2 separate regions of the Mus musculus genome follow, and region 1 is linked to region 2. The links are chromatin contacts, called in public HiCAR-type maps. All regions are on one chromosome and are shown on one strand. The core of a region is the stretch at or near the end of the contact, and the rest is flanking DNA. Distances in the headings are between cores, read along the strand shown.

Evidence for each region. HiCAR-type assays count read pairs that join an accessible place to other places.
Region 1: a contact with region 2 is called in a HiCAR-type map of astrocytes, with 2.2 times the contacts expected there. The contact joins two enhancer-like sites. A contact is called at or near these places in 2 of 15 datasets of contacts at CTCF or cohesin (large pre-B cells and pro-B cells), 17 of 484 Hi-C or Micro-C datasets (B cells, CD4 T cells, ECoMG myeloid progenitors and 11 more), 13 of 115 datasets of contacts at active chromatin or transcription factors (CD8 T cells, acute myeloid leukemia, astrocytes and 7 more) and 1 of 9 other capture datasets (embryonic stem cells).

Annotation. Positions count from the first base shown.
Region 1 is chr3:21,934,091-21,937,674 of GRCm38.p6, reverse strand. The region is part of intron 3 of Gm31813 (a long non-coding RNA gene); the gene reads left to right. Among named protein-coding and RNA genes, the nearest start is that of Gm31813, 28 kb to the left of the region's middle. Within about 2 kb of position 2,029, at least 415 of the 459 cell types and tissues checked have an H3K27ac peak or open chromatin away from gene starts, as enhancers often do. A contact at or near this core is called in astrocytes, embryonic stem cells, neural progenitor cells and 1 more, where this site is marked.
Region 2 is chr3:21,670,999-21,674,593 of GRCm38.p6, reverse strand. No RefSeq gene overlaps it. Among named protein-coding and RNA genes, the nearest start is that of Gm31693, 30 kb to the left of the region's middle. Within about 2 kb of position 1,918, at least 52 of the 459 cell types and tissues checked have an H3K27ac peak or open chromatin away from gene starts, as enhancers often do. A contact at or near this core is called in astrocytes, embryonic stem cells, neural progenitor cells and 1 more, where this site is marked.

The DNA of each region.
Region 1 (3,584 bases), core at 780-3,279, 260 kb before region 2:
CAATAAGGAGACATTCATGTGTTAAAAACAAACAAACAAACAAACTAGGCTGCCACAAGGAATATGAGGCAGGGAGGGCTATAGCAAGGTCACAATTGTGACCCACAACCTGCTGGCTTCTCGGCTTTGTTCTTGTTTCCTTCTCTGACTATCTCTGTCTTCATACTGGTTGGTCTCTCCTGCATTAGGCCAGGAAATGGGGTCACATTGAACTTTTTAATTTTTTTCAGTTTCTGCCTAGGGAGTTGTCTTTTACACTTCCAGTTTCTAGTTCCCTAAGAAGGCTTCTGATTGGATTAAAATATGTCAGCATTAGGATCCTAGGCTAATCCTTTAGGGCAAGGTAGGAGAGTGGGGTGAACTAGGCCCAGTGTGGTCTCCACCCCCTGCACTAAGTGATTCTTTTGGGATCCTCGTGGATTTGGAGCATCAGAAGGGGGTGGAATTTAGGAATCCAAGGGTCTGTACACTGTTTTCAGAAACAGGGACAGGGGCTCTGACCCGACAAGTGCAATGTTCCCAAGAAAGAGTGGCCCATTTTAAAAAAGGGAGACAGAGAGACCTTTGCAAAGTCTAGATGTATGACTCCCCAGTTGCTGAGAGGACAGTGGCTGTCCCAACTTCACTGATGTGGCCACCAAACAGGTTGAGCCCTGAGCCCAAGCTCAGAAGCCTTGAATAGACCCCCTGTCTCCAAAGCACGAGTTTGCTTTCCTTTCTGCACAGGCCCCGCCCTCCCCTTCCAGAGCGAAGACTCTTGTGGCCTTTGCACACACCTGGGGCAGGGGAAGCCGATTTCTGGTCTGGGACAGGGGACAGCCAGGATCCAAGCTGGGTATGCTGGATGTGCGAGAGTGCTAAAAGAAAAGCCAGGGCTCTAGAGACAAGGAGACACCAGCTGGGTGGCACAGGCCCCACCCTAGTTGGTAGCAAAAGTCGGGGGAGGGGAGGTTCTGGGTCTTTCAATGCAAATATTGTTAACCTAGCCTTGAACATGGTCCGAGTACCCGATGGTCAGTTTGCAAGGTGGGAACAGGAGCCCACACTGTGTACCTGTAAGGAAACATGTAAAACATGACCCACAAAATGTCACCAGAGCTGAGGAGCAGTTTCGTAGAGGCTCTCTGAAGAGAGAACTCTACAGGAAAAAGGGACCTGGAGCTTTCCAGATATTGAGGACAGTATCTTGTGCGTGTTGGAGTGTAGGGGGCGGGATGGGGCAAGGCCTTTCCAACCTCCCCTACCTTGGTGACTGCTGCTAGCTTTGTAATCTGCTCTGCCACGTGGTGTGCGCTTGGAGGTAGGTGGTGGTAGCAGTTATATCGGCCAGAGGAATATTTGGCTAAACATAACATTGAAACCCCCCTCTCCCTAGCCCAGGCCCCCTCTTGACTCGGTGAAGGCGATCCTGATGCGGCTGAGATCCATCCAGCCTGGCCAGGCAGCCGCCGCGCCTCCCCTCCCCCGCTGGACTGTGAGCCCATTTTCGCTCGGCTGGTCTCTGCGCCGCCGGATGGATGGCGCCCCACCCCCCCTCTCCTCTGCTCAGTCATTCAGACTTGGAAAGTCAATAACACGCTGACATCATCAGGGGTTTGTGTATTATTACACGGCTACTTTCCAGAATACCTGGCATTATCTAAGAGAGGAGCACTCGATTGCACCAGCAAGGCCCCGAGCGGAGTCTGCAGCCCCGGGGAGGCGCGGCTGCTGCGGCCAGGCCCTTTTTTTCCACAGGGAGTACCTCCAGGGCACCAATTAGGAACAGATGGTGGCTTCTGCTCTAAAAGCAGATGCACTTTAGATATCGATACAGATTCATTTTGGCTTGGGGGATGTACTCAGAAGTCACCCTCAAGTGACCTCCATTTCTTCTGAAAACACACGTGCCCTGACTTTTGGTCCTTAAAGAGCATTTTCAATGATTCTCACACAGGCAAAAAAAAGAAAGGCATGTGCTCTAACCAGAAGCCAAAGCCTGCCTCTTGATGCTTAGGAGTGGGGGTTGGGAGGCGGGTGTTATGCAATCACCATTGCGGGTGATTAGGGCTTTGCTTTGCCTCCAAGGCTGTTTGGTGGTTGAGTTTCTCTTTAAGCTTACTGCAGGGCAAACGCACAGAAAAACATGGCCCAGATTTATGGTGCAAAACTGCTCTCCGAGTAAATTGCCTTAGCATTCTGTTTCGGTTCTGGAGCAGAGAAGAGTAGATGGATTTGGGGTTAATTAAGATCTCTTTATCATAAGTTCCGGGGGTTACTTTGCCTAGAGTGAGGGGTTTATTTATTTATTTAGGTTTCTTTCTTTCTTTTTAAAAGTTTATTCGTTTAAGTAGTTTACTTCTCTCCCCCTTGCTGTGAAGGGTACATGAAAGGAGCTTTGATACTAATTAATTGTATAGATGGCTGCCACTTTGTTTTAGAGAACACATTCACATATTAAAGACAATACATCCAATAACTCACGCAACATGGTGCCTTTTCTGAATAGCCAAACAGGCTATTTATTTACAGACACAGGACTGGTCTCCTTTAAGTTCTCTTCAGTATTTTTAATTGGAAAAAAAATAATGGCAGCCAGCCCTAATTTGGAGAATGACAAGGGGAAGGGCTGGCCCTCCTTCGCCTGATCTCACCCCCCCCCCCCCGCCCCCCCTTGCTCCCGGCAGGGAGCTGCCTGATCTAAAGTCCTTAAGTTTCCCCTGGAGGAAGCAGAGCAGACAGCCTCTCACTAGTAAGGGTTTCTCTTCCTGCAGCCAGTCCTTTCAGAACCTTAGGGCAACTTCCCCCTAAATGCTTTGACAGAGAGCAATCTGAAGCTGCCATTTCTCAAATCCAGCCACAGCTGGGATGCACAAAGCTAGGAGTCAGGGCAAAAAAATCTCCAAGATGGCCCCCTGATAGCCCTCCCTAGAAGTGTCTGAAATGGTGAGACGTGCAGAAAAGTGGAACTTATGGGGTCAGGAAGAAAATGAACCCTCATTTTGGGGCCTAGTTGAAACCTCTAGCCAGCCGAAAGCAAGATTTTTTTTCTTTTTAAAGTTAAAATTTGCTGTGAAAGTTGCTGTCATACAAACAATATTCCTGTGTATGTGTCTGAAGGCCCAACATGTGAAGGTCACAGGGCAACCTCAAGTGTCCTTCTTCACCAGGTGATCCCCAGTTTTTGCTTGAGATGGGGGTTTCTCAGGTTTTTTGTTGTTTTTGTGTATGGGTGTTTCTATGTATGTATGTATGTATGTATGTATGTATGTATGTATGTATGTATGTGCAAGGGTCTATTGTGGTCAGGAGAAGATGTTTGATCGACTGAAGCTGGAGTTTTCAGTGGTTGAAAGCTCCCAGATATAGGTACTAGGGACTCATCTCTGGTCTTCAGCAAATGCAGCAAAGGCACTTGCGTCCTACCTCTAGCTTCTGGTCTGCTCCCTGAAGTAGGCCAGGTTAGATGGCCAGAGGGTCCGCCCACCTGCCTGCTCCTACCTCCCATTTTGCCATCCTGCAGGTTTCATGGTAATGCCTGACTTTCTGTGTAGGTTCTAGGGAATCAAGCTCAGGTCCTCACACTTGTGAGGCAAGTGCTATAC
Region 2 (3,595 bases), core at 669-3,168:
ATATTCAGAAACTGATTGTTTCCCGTGGGGTGGACAGAAAACACCTGGTTTGGGCAGATAGCATATAGTAGCTGTATGTTGACCTTTTGATCTATTAGGCAATTCAGTTTGGCACTAGGAGCCATGGGAAAGAAAAAGAATAAGGGATTTGAACTTCTATTCAAGTCGTGGCTCTGTAATTTCCTGGCTGTTGATCTTTGCCCCTGTCTCCTCATCTCCTATAGAGAATTAAAATAGCTACTGCATTCTGACTGGTTGGTGGGTTTTGCATCAGACTCAAGAGATTTTTACAAAGGGAACATTTTATGATGAGAATAATATGGTAGAAGTAATCGTTGTTGTGCTTCAGGAATTCGGAGTTTTCTACATTTTATAAGGACAATACCAAAGATGCATCAAGGCTACAGATTGGAGAAGGTTCCAGAATTAGTATGTGATAAGGTCATGTTACTAAGGCTTAGTGTGATGGCATATTGTGTTCATTTCTGGGGGCTCCATTAATTTCCTCATCTGTAAAATATGCATTCCACATCAATGCTAAGCCCCCATTTTCTACTTAAATGAAAACAAACAAACAAAAAAGAAATAAAAAAGAAGGGGCATGACTGTTGCTAGGTATGGTGGAGAAGAAGGTTTATTGTAGATAAAAGGAAGAACATAGCCAGAGGCTGGGACACCTGGGAGAGTCCAGGTCACCTGGGAGAGTCCAGAATGAACCTAACCTTGAGCAGGAACATGTAAGGAGGGGAAGGCAGAGAGGAGAGAGCAGAGAGGGAAAATCCAGGAAAGAAAAGGATAGACTTTCAGAATTAGGAATCAAAGTAACTGGGTTATACAGGGAAGGGCAACTGCGGGAAGTAGCCCAGTAGCTCAGGGTGGAGGTGTGATATGTCAGTCATATTCTAAACAGGTAGGAATTGATGGTTGCTGGGAGTTCCTGACAACCAGGTCCTCTTTGATATGTTAAATAGGCACCTTGGTTACCCATTTGTCCTGCATCTGAGAGCTAACTTTGCTGCTGGGTGAAATACTTTCCCACTATCATTCTGCACAATGATTCCTGTAGATATAGTTGCCTTTGACTCCTCCGATGTTCTTCTTTGGAGTCCAACATCTGACATTTACAAAAAAGTGATGTTATTCCTAATATACACATATGGAACATGAGCCTCATGAAATGATCCCAAAGTGCTCAACTAAAAACAATGGGGAGGAGGAAAAGTACAGGGACAGAAATAGCAGCAAAGTTCTGGAAGCAACAGGATTTACACCAATACACCCATACTTTTACTCTCTAGTTGAAATAGTGATGGATTTTAACATCTGAACTCTACTTTGGGGTGGTTCAGAGTTGGGGCCAACTGACTCTTTGCTCTATCCATGTGGGCACCTGGAGCCTGAAAGTTTGTCATTTTGAAGACTCTGACTGCACGTCCCCTTTGATCCCTCAGGGCCTAGCAGGAACTGACTAGAAACTGTTGGACTTGGTTGGTTTGTTACAAGTCCTTAACATTAAACAAGGTAATGAACAAGACAGAGGCCAAATGGGGAATAGATCAGTCACCTAGCAGGAAAGATAAAATGAATAATACTGAATATTAGGATTGGATAGGCTTCTATAACAATTTTCAGGTCTCAGAACAAGAAATTTGGCAGATACATGTGAATAGTAGCTGAAGCTGAGTTTATTAAGAAAAAATACTCTTTCAAGGAAGGCAGCAGGCCATAGCAGTGGGGAAGATTAGGAGCTCAAAGGCCCTGTACACAAACGATTGAAACTTTTGTAGGTCATTTGCATAGCATAGACTTTCTCAAGCATTTGCATAAAGAGGGATTTGGTAAGCTTTTGGGCAGACTCTGTTACACAGTAGTCTTGGCATGCTTGATGGTTCCGTTCTTCCTTTCTGGCAACTGGTTTCTTTCATATGCTAATTTACAGGCCTTGCATAAGGCCTTTTGGACCTCACTCTCCACCCTATTCTCCTGCCTCAACAGGACAGGAGTGGCTGGGCAGGAAATGGAGAGATTTTACTCCCAGTGGCTTGTCCCAACACATTCACATTCATATACACTGGGAGGGGTGAGAGTCATCAAAGATGATGCTATTCCCAGGACTTGAAGTTAGCAAGCTTTGCAATGAAGACACTGAATGATCAGAGGTCTACCAACCTGAAGAAGACCCTGGAGTCTAAGGGAAAGACGGGGGGGTGGGGGGGTGGGGGGGTGGGGGGGTGGTAGTGATTGTTTGGGTTAGATGTACCTTTTACAAGCCATGCAGTTCTTCGGCAGAGAAACTGACCTGTCTTGGGCTTTCTTGTAGCAAGCTATGCAAGGGATTCTTGGGACAAGGGACCTTTAGGGTGACTCTATGGACAAAAAGAAGCTGGAGTCATGGGAACCCAGATTCTGAAACAAACTCTGTCCTGACTTAGCTTTGTTGTTTTGACCAAGTGTTTTCTAGCTGGCGGTTAGTGAAGAGTTGAAGGCTGTACACTCTGGAGCCAGAACACCCCAGGCTTTGAAATCTTGGCTCTGATGTATGTTTGCCTGCTGATATTAGTCTTTTGCCAAGATTTCTGTGAGATGATACAGAGCTGTTACCTGGAACAAAGTTGATGCTCAGTAAACAATGCCTCCTTTATCTTCTTTGTGTGCTGAATAAGTAGGAATGCTTGCAGGCCTTACTGACATGGGTGTGCATTACCGCAGAGAAACTGTACTCAGGAGGATGAAAAGACCATGGGGAAAGAAAAACCACAGATATCAGAACTGTGAAAGGTCAATGTATAAGTTAGGCACCTGGTCAGACTTATGGAGTGAGGTATGGGTCAGGAAGGCTAACGACCACTTGAGACTCCAACAGTTCACAGTTTGAATTTATCTCATCAGTTCTAATCAACTTTGAAGTGTGTGTGTGTTTAATATTAAAAAAAAACACTAGTTTACTTAGAACCTGATCAAGTGCAGAAAAATGGTTCCAGAAGTTTGTTTTATACTTTTAGAACTCCATGTTCCTTTGGTCCAGGCACAACTGACTTGTTTTTCATTGTATGCCTGTGGCAGAGAGTCTTTTCACCTCCAGAGAAACCAGACAGAGGAAGTGTGCATGCAAAGTGTATGTGCTGCCTTTAGACTTGGAAAGACTGTCTAAGGATTGCTTACTTGTGACTCACATTATATAATTTTAATAGTGAATGTTATTCAAAATGTAAAGCAATGTTATTTGATCTTTCAACTCTCCCATTTCTTCTGCTAACACTATTTTACGTTGCTTGTGCAGTCTAATGAAGGTTTTAAGAGTTTTGGTGAGCTCTCAAGGCTGGCTGGCTAGATCAGTGCTTGTATTATTGCTTAGTAACTATGTAGCTTTGGGCATGTTAACTGTTCTTTCTGTGTGAGAAGCAAAACCCTTATTCCTTAATAACGAATTCAAGAGACACCAAGTATTAAAAGTGTTATGGGAAGCCCACCAGGTGTGATCATTTAGATACAGTTTATAGCCACTGAAAGCCTTTAAGTCCAGACAGCTGGGACTACACTTAGGGATTTGAGATCCAACTGTAGCCCTAAACATTTAAAGCAAAGACTTTTGAAG